2 separate regions of the Mus musculus genome follow, and region 1 is linked to region 2. The links are chromatin contacts, called in public Hi-C maps. All regions are on one chromosome and are shown on one strand. Each heading gives the region's core, a stretch centred on a gene start, on an enhancer-like site or on the middle of the called end of the contact. The rest is flanking DNA. Distances are from core to core; before and after follow the strand shown. Region 1 overlaps Arhgef26 (Rho guanine nucleotide exchange factor (GEF) 26). Region 2 holds the start of Arhgef26 (Rho guanine nucleotide exchange factor (GEF) 26).

Evidence for each region. Hi-C and Micro-C count contacts between places; a contact is called where the count stands out from the background.
Region 1: a Hi-C map of uterus shows a contact between it and region 2. The contact joins the enhancer-like site here to the promoter of Arhgef26 in region 2. A contact is called at or near these places in 8 of 484 Hi-C or Micro-C datasets (the HL-1 cell line, cerebral cortex, cortical neurons and 4 more), 2 of 115 datasets of contacts at active chromatin or transcription factors (both in embryonic stem cells) and 3 of 9 other capture datasets (adipose tissue, liver and pancreatic islet).

Annotation. Positions count from the first base shown.
Region 1 is chr3:62,410,920-62,415,402 of GRCm38.p6, forward strand. The region is part of intron 5 of Arhgef26 (Rho guanine nucleotide exchange factor (GEF) 26); the gene reads left to right. Among named protein-coding and RNA genes, the nearest start is that of Gm33923, 65 kb to the left of the region's middle. Within about 2 kb of position 1,917, at least 55 of the 459 cell types and tissues checked have an H3K27ac peak or open chromatin away from gene starts, as enhancers often do. A contact at or near this core is called in cerebral cortex, cortical neurons and uterus, where this site is marked.
Region 2 is chr3:62,336,647-62,341,180 of GRCm38.p6, forward strand. Arhgef26 (Rho guanine nucleotide exchange factor (GEF) 26) reads left to right here and starts at 2,131. Exons shown (of 14, transcript NM_001081295.1): 1 at 2,131-3,927. The coding sequence starts at 2,851. Gm33923 (a long non-coding RNA gene) reads right to left here. Exons shown (of 3, transcript XR_375701.3): 3 at 4,372-4,534.

The sequences.
Region 1 (4,483 bases), core at 667-3,166, 74 kb after region 2:
ATCCCTGAGCATATGAACTAAGTAAGCATAAGCTTTAACTTCTGTGGGAGTTCCCTGGGACACCTGGGTCTTAGAGTCTTTCTTCATCCTTCCTTTCCCAATTGTGAGGATTTACAGGGGGAGTTTCGAACTGAGTTCAGACTGAGTTTAAACCTAAGCTTTGAGATGTGCAGTATAATGGGTAAGAAGCCCTTCCTTTGATCTGCATCTGGAAAATGCTCTTGAAGTACCTCTTTTGGCTTGTTTTTTCTGCTACATGATATATGAACATGATACAGATACCCAATATAGATCTCTGGTGTATTCATATATGTTCAGGACCATCTTAAAAGTTTTACTAAAATCATAAGAACTGCTAGGCAGCTGGACAGATCGTGTGGTAGTTAAAATCACTTGTCATTCTTTTAAGGGACCCTAGATGGATTCCTAGTACCCACATCAAGGAGCTTGCAACCACTGTGTCTCCAGATCCAGGGAATCCAACATTTTCTTCTGCCACTCCATGGATACCTGCATGCATACACATAGATAAAAATAACCTTCAAAAAGAATTTCTAGAAAAAAATTACCCTGGAGATTTTAAAGGGGCAAGCAGTAGCTATTAAAATGGGAAAGAAGATCTGGAAATGGCACTGCCCTTAGACACGATGACCTGAGATATCAAGCGCTTACATAAATAGTTGGGAATGGAAGTATGCCCTTGTAATATCAGAGCTGAGAGGTAGAGAATGAGGGTCCCTCAAACTTTCTGGTTAGCCAGTCTAGTCAAAGAGATACACTGTCTCAAAAGTACAGTGGAGAGTGATAAAGACGCCCAATGTAGACCTCCGTGAGTACATTCACACATATATATATACTATATACATACAACACATGTCTGTCTATACGCACAAAATAAGTGAAATGAAATGCGAATGCAAGCTAGTAGAACAGGGACCTTTTTTTTTCTTTTCAGAAGTACTTCTTACTCTAAACCACTTTAAGTTTCCACTTTATTGTTTTCTTATTAGTCCAGATTCTAAATTAAAAGTGAAAATAGAATGTGAAAAGATAGAAACACACACATACCCACACATACAACACACATACACATAGACACTCAAGCATGGGGCATGGGAAGAGTGAGCGTGTGTGTGTGTGTGTGTGTGTGTGTGTGTGTGTGTGTGTGTGTGTGTGTGCTGCCTGCCTGTCTGTCTGTCTGGTGAGGAAAAACCTCTTTGGACCTTTTCCAGATCAGAATGTAAGGTCTTCTGGTGGAAGTGTGGTAGTCTTGTGTTTCTATAGAACCAACTCATATTTTCTCAGCCAACATCTGGTGATAGATATGATGAGCTTCATCTTGTCTTTGATTTGGATTGACTGACAGTGGCTGCCTGGAGACCTCCAATTCTCCAATAGACCTGGAGAGAGTGCTTCAGTCCCTTAGTGATGGCTGTTGTGAGTTGGTGTTGGCAGTTCTTGCCAGGTATTTGCTGACCTCAATCCAGTGTGTTAAATATGCATATATGCACAAGAGTATTTAATACATATATTTCTCACTTATCCACAGCAGAATATAAATTTATTTTGATGGAGTACAGAGTGTCTTGAGGGTACAGTTAAAGTATTGAGTAGCATACAGATTTTGAAATACTTCTATTTAGAGAGTATATTTTATTATATAACAGCACCTTGGGTATGTGGTATCTGTTTCTTCTATAGCCTGACTGACTATGATCCTGTTTGGTGAAGCATTGTGTCCAGATAACAGGGACATGCAGTTTAGATTGTCTGCTCAGTACTGTGAAGAAGTCCAGGAGTGGCCTGGCTTTGGTTTAGGCAGATGGATGTTAATGAAGGAAAAGTCCTTTAAAGGATGCCATTCCAAGGACACAAGACAGCGCTGATGATTGCCAGAGCTCTCTGTGCTGTTCTTGCAGAGCTGGAGTGCCGAATGCTGGGCTGGTCCGCCTCGCTGGCACCCTTCCTAGACTGGGTAAGGAAGGGCTGGTCGGGCAGGTTTTTCAGAAAGTACAGCTGTCACTGAAGAAACTCAGGCTGTCGTGGGTTTCACTGTGTCTTTGACACAACCACAACAGCTTGTTCTGGGAGTCTGTGTCTTCAAGGATGGAGAGACCTAAATCTAGTTTGCATCTGTAGTTGTGGCCAAAACTACATCTTGGTAGTTCTGAAAGCACGACTTTGCCCACAGCCAATAAATCTGTGCTAACTTCATCTACTAGTGAGAAAAACAAGAAAGACAACTTTCTATTTTTGCTTAGCACATTCTTGGTAAATAGAAAATTTCAACTTTATAAAAATATTCAATCTGAAGCAATAAATTATATTTATTCCCTATTTACTTGTCAAACACCGAGTGTCTCCAAAGTTCAAGTGCCTATAGGCAGGTCCTGTGTATATAACAGTGAGCATAGCAGAACGTCTCCTCCCTGACTTAAGTAACACAGGTGCAAGTACAAATTATAAAGTGTTTAGTTGTGGTTACAGTAGGAAGAAGGAACAATAGTTAAGACTGTCTAGTAAAGTCATAAAGCAAGGAGCATAACCCAACCCAGTGGAGTTGGGGAAGGCTCCCTGTAGCATATAGAATGTAATCTGAGCCATGAGCAGGGGGTTGCTGGGCAAAGGGGAGGACTTCAGGGGACAACGTAAGGGAGGGTCAGGGATGGTGTGTGGGTAATTCTGCCTGACACTGTGGACTGGTACTCCTGCTTTCTCGTCCAGGACCAGCTGCCATTGTTAGCTACACCCCTCTCATGACCTTTTCTGGAGGCCGAGCCTAGCATGGTACCGTCTTCATATATGACTGTACCATGGCTTAGGTCTCCTGGGAAGGCCTTTGCAATCTTTGATTACATCACACTCTTAGTCAACAGCTATCGGTGGACACTAGTAATTCTTTCAGTCCCAGCCGTTGTTGCTTCCTGAACGTGTGTGTTGAGGGCTGGCCAGGACTGTCAGGTAGGCATGCTGAACTTTCACAGGAGGGCAGAGGCAGCAGATTTACTGGTTTGACCACAGACTGTGTGGATGCTGAAGGCCTCTGGCTCAGGGTTCAAACTAAAGCTCAGGGGCTTAGAGTTTTTTACTTGCACTCTACAGTCTCGGTTTTCTTATCTCTAAAATGTGTATAGTAACTGTCTTACAAAAACTGAGATGGCTTGGGAGATGAAACACTGACCCTGCTCAGGACTCACAAAACCTTTGTTCCGTGACACCCACCAAAGCCTGCTGCCCTGTGCTAGACACTGTAGGATATTCTGAAAAGCAAGCCTTAGGTTTGTGTTGTGTTTTAATCTCCTCTGTAGATGGCTGGCCTTCCTGTGAAGTCTTTCCAAGGGCTCTCATCTGCTATGCCAGTTTGATTACCGGATTTCTTTTCTTTTTTGGAACTTTGTATGTGAATACTGTATTTCAGTCCCCAACCACGTCTCCCCCGACCCCAAACTCATCATGTTGTCCCTGTTCCGCACCATTATGGTCTCTTTATTGATTACACATATGTACATGAGTATACATATCTCTATTGAGCATTGCTAACAACTACATGTGTCTGGGATTGACCGTTTGGGATTGGGCATCATCCTATGTGGGTGTATATCATTGGAGGAAATTAATTTTCTGTCTCTCAGCAGCCATTGGCCATCTTTAGCTCATATAGGAATGGGGCCATGGGCTTTTCCTATTCACATTGGTGTGTTATCTGGTGTTATTAGGATTCTGGCCTTGTTCAGGAAGCCGTGTTGTTGAGATTTTATGGGTGCATTTTCCCTGTCATCCCTAGGGGATAGTTTTTAATAGCAGGTACCCTGGGCCTTAGATCTATGATCTTTCTGGCTCCTCTTCCTCAACTGTCCCTGAGCCTTGGGTGTAGTAGTTGCATTATTGGATGTATTAGCTGGGGTCAGGTGTCCAAAAATCACCACTTACTCTCTTCATTTTGACCAGTTCTAGATTTCTGTAATAGTCTCTATCTATTGTAAAAAGAAGCTGCTTAGATGAGGGATGAGAGCTACACTTATCTGTAGGTATAAATAAGTATTTAGAACACAGTAAGAAACGATATTGGATTAGGAAACTGGTAGTTAGATTTTCCTCTCAGCAATGTGACCTCTCCAGCCACAGGTAGTACCTAGACTTACACCACGACGTATGAATCACCTGCTATTTAACAGACCTGAAGTCCAAGTCCAAGATATAAGTGCCACTGTTCCACCATAGGGGCCTACCCACTGCTCCTTCTTTTGCTTGGCAGCTTGCCGAGGACTTTCAAATAGTCCCTATTAATGTCAGTTATAGCTTGAGTCTTCCAAGTTCTGTGTCCAATGCATGTGAGTTCTTCAGCATAAGGTCTTGCTACAAGTTGTGGAAGGCAACCAGAGACAGTGGTTCTTACTTATGTCATTTGGGGCAGAGTCATGTATTCTCCAACCAACAACTACAAAAGTGAGGAGATTTTTCACACCTGGCACTAGAGTTTTTA
Region 2 (4,534 bases), core at 881-3,380:
TGTGAAAACAAAAGTATTCTAAAGCAATAGTATAAACCTCAACCAATTCACTCTGCTTATATTTTACACTTTGTATATGTGCACAAAAGAAAAAATTTTGACTAAGCTAATCTAAAAAATATCTTTTCAGTAAGTATAAAGAATTCCTTATGATGCTGCATTGTGTCATATTTTAATTAACTAGCTTTGCAATTCATATATTGTAGTTACGGTTTCTATTACTGTGACAAAATCCTATGCCAAAAAAGCTAGTTGGGGAGGAAAAGGTTTATTTGGCTTATACTTCCATGTCACTGTTCATCACCAAGGGAAGCCAGGACAACAACTCAAACAGGGCAGTGTCCTGGAGTCAGGAGCTGATGCAGATGCAGAGGCTGCGGAGGGGTGCTGCTTCCCAGAACCACCAGTTCCAGGATGGCATTGCCCACAATGGGCTGGGCCTTCCCCCATCAATCATGAAGAAAATGCCTTTCTGCTGGACCTTACAGAGGCCTTTTCTCAATTAAGGTTCTCTCCATTCAGATAACTCTAGGTTGTATATTAAAGATGATATAAGACTAGCCAGCACAGCAACCAACTGACTACGCCTTAGATTTGAAAATATATAATAGATTAAATGGAGGCTAAAATACACAGTCTGTGTGCTTGCCAATTTTCCTTAGTTTGTTGTTTCGATGCTGTTTGGGGAGTAGGCTGTTGCTCAGGACGGAGGTGAGCAGACTGTGACTTCTTCATCACAAGTCACCACAGCTCAAGAACCCATGTGACCTACAGGGACATTAACTTCTCAGGCCATTCTCGAAGTCTTTAAACTTTGATCACAGACTGCACTCTGATCCACGTTAAACCTGCCACTTATAAATCTCCACAACTTTCTGAAGTTAAATTTATTATATAAAACTAATATTATTGATATGAAAATCCCCTACAGCAAGGCTCCATAGATGAACATAGAATCCACTTATTTCCGTATGAAATTGTTAGTAAATCTTCTCAAAAATGATTTCGATATACATTTTGATTCCATTTGTTCGAGTTCAAAAAAGTTTCTGAGATCAAAGACCTTCACTGTGTCACTTTGGTAATTATAGAAAAACATAAAGAACCACCCTTCCTTTTGCCACCCAAAGCAGAAAGAAGCATGGCTTTAAACAGTGGGCACTCACATGAACTTTGAACACTTGGAGCCTGCCCTGTGTCTTGCTAACAACCAATTCTACAGATCTCATCAACCAAAATCATGTCTTCTCAGGTCGTACATACCTGGAATTTCACCAAGACATAGCCAACTTGGCAACCAACATCTAAAAGATATCACTGGCCCAGTTCATTTCTCTTATTCATCTACTTCCAAACTCCACAGATATTTATCACTTACTGTGTGCATGAGTCACAAATATAACCCCTGCCCTCTTCAAAACTACAATGCAAAGGCAGAATAGATTAAGCACTAATACACAGACATATAACTAAGCATTCAGATTTACAAATTTCGGTTAATGTGAAAAAGAAAGAGATCAGGTGGTTGGGGAAATCGGGGGTAATTCCAATGAAGTGACAAACCAGAAGGCCAAGAAATAAACTTGAAGGCTCTAAGACTGTGGACTTGGCTTGACTAGATAAAGCTAGTGAAAAAAGACTAGATTGAAGGGGTAGGCCCAGCCTCTTAATCTCTAATAAGGATTTGGAATTTACTTCTTGTTCGATATTTTATTCTACATACAGATTTTCAATTTATATTGTACACAACTACACACTAATAAATATTTTGTATTTTGTTTACTTTTACTGTGTGACTTTCAAACATACAGGGCACAAAGATTAGGACATTAGGACATGTAGAGTCATAGTCCACCTGGCCTCTCAGTCTCCTCTGAGTGCATACAAGCAAATCTGTCTGTAGTCCACACATTATTGCAAGCAGATGAGTGAGAGCCCGGAGTGAGGTTCAGTTTGACGCCCACAAGTGGCCCAGTGAAGTGTCGCAGCAGCACCAAGCTCCGAAGTGTTTCACCCTTCCAACCTTCCCCTCCAGGTCTAGGGATGATCAAGAAGCCCTTTCTCTGCTCTCACGACCATTCCCACGCAGTGTTCAGATCTGCGACCGCGCCCTCCAGCTGGCCCGTAGGGCGGCCGCCCGCGCTCCTGCATTCTTGCACTCAGGGTCTGGACAGGCAGCTCAGGTGTGCGCGTCCCGTTTACAATCACTGAGCGCACTCCGGGAAGGCAGGGGCGGGAACTCCTGGGCGCCTCGGTGCGAGCTTCCCCGGCGTGCTGGGGCGGGGCGTAGCGCGGGGGCGGGGCCGGCGCCGCGGGCCTCTGCTGTCCCAGGCTGAGCGGTTGTCTCCGCGCTTTAGTAAGGACCCAGGCCACCCTCGGGGACAGGGAGTACTCCTTGGTCTGTGCCCCGGAAGGGTGAGCGCGCTGGAGACCGCATACCGGGGACCGGGTGGACTGGCGCGGGGCGGGCGGCTAGATGGAGACGCGGGGGAGCGTCCCACGGCGAGCTGTCCCAGCCAGCTGAACTCTTTCCAAGGGTCCTGCGGTGGCGGCGAGCTCTCTAGGTGCCGGCGGGCTTGGGGGGCGGGAAGGACGCAGAGGAGACGGGATTCATCTGATCAACTGCGGCTCGGATCTCAGTCCTCGGTCGGGAAGCTTGGCGGGAGACGCTGTGCCCGAGAAAGGGCGGGTAAGTGCGGCGCTGCCGAGTCCCGCGCGACACCCGTGTGACCGCCGGGCTGGAACCCGGTTAGGCTCCCAGACAAGACTAGTTGTCCGGAGGCAAAGTTCCTTTCTCTTAGGCAACCTGAGCAGCTTTCCTCCTCTCGGGGCTGGCTCAAAGGCCCCGCTATGGACGGCGAAAGCGAGGTGGATTTTTCCAGCAACGGCGTCACCCCTTTGTGGCGGAGACGGTCCACCCCTCCGCTCCAGTTGCTCAGCCGGAGCAAGCCGCGGCCACAGTCGTACCAGAGCCCCAGCGGGCTGCTGATCACCGACTTCCCTGTGGAGGAGCTGGCTGCCCTTCCCACGCCGCAGACTCCGGTCCGCGTACCCGCCGACCCGGACGACAGGACGGTGTCCAGGAGCCCCCAGCTTCTGAGCGCGCATCGGAGGCCGGTGACCAATGGTCGCACGGTGTCCCCGGACTACAGAGCTGCTTCTCCTCGACTCCGACGGCCCAAGTCACCCCTGGTTTCTTACGCGGCGTCGGGCGGCTCCCCGAAGTCCACTTCTAATGGCACCGTGGCCTCGCCCGCGGCGCTGTTGTCGCGCGCCTCCCGGACTCCGGACACCCCGGCCTCTTGCGCCACCGATGAGGACTGCACCGGGGTGACTGCCAGTAAGGTATCTTCGCCCATTGCCAATGGCCTTGCCCATAAAACCGACTCATCTGGCCCAGTATCACAAACTGGTCAGCCAGCTGGGGACTTGGAGCTGGCCCCCTCGAGACTCTCTCCTGCTCTCCCACACAAGTCTTCAGAACAAAAACTGCCACTCCAAAGGCTGCCCTCCCAAGGGAATGAGCTCCCAAACCCTTCCGTGGTTTTGAGTACCAACAGCCCGGCGGCCCTCAAGATGGGAAAGCAGCAGATTATCCCAAAAAGCCTTGCCTCTGAAATTAAACTGAGTAAATCCAATAGTCAGAACGTGGAGTCCCATAGGAGGCTTCTCAAGGTGCGCAGCATGGTGGAGGGACTGGGAGCACCCTTGGGCCACGAAGGGGAGGAAGGCGAAGTCGACAACGACATGGACAGTCCCGGCTCCCTTCGGCGAGGCTTGAGGTCCACGTCTTACAGAAGGGCAGTGGTCAGCGGCTTTGATTTTGACAGTCCCACCAGCTCAAAGAAGAAGAACAGAATGTCCCAGCCTGTCCTGAAGGCCGTAATGGAAGACAAGGAGAAGTTCTCTAGCCTGGGAAGGATAAAGGTAGGACTGGGCAGGCTCACATGCCATTCATTAAATCCAGTGTGAACGTGTTGGGAAAGAATTGAATGCTCATGGCACATGAATTTAATTCATCTACCCAAATCATGGAACAGTGCATTGCTTTCTATTTATTTGAGTCACCATGTCCCATGTTTGTGTTTTATTATTATTAATCAATGAATGTTTTTGACAAACTAATAGCTTAGAACTTGTGTGAGGGTGTGAGGTATTGTGCCCTGATATGGGCCTAGCAGTTGTCCTTACTCAATATTCTTGTTTTCTACCGTTGATCTAAAGGAAAAGGGACAATCAGAGTGGAATGTTTTGGAGTAGATCTAAGCAATAGAGCAGTCACATTCCCCCCCACTTTTTTTTCCTTGATTAATCAGACGACTGGAATCAGTCTATAGAAATGTCACACATGCAATACACAAGCAAGCCTGTTTTATTTTAGACATACAGTCTTAAAGGAAAGACATTACATAACACTTTTATGTGCCCCTCCCCCCAGCTGTCAGGGAGAGTCAGTCACCAGGAGAGTGAATCACAGTGAAATGAGTGGGACCACTGGTCATTTGAGGATTCTTTCTCTAGTTTAACGGGGACA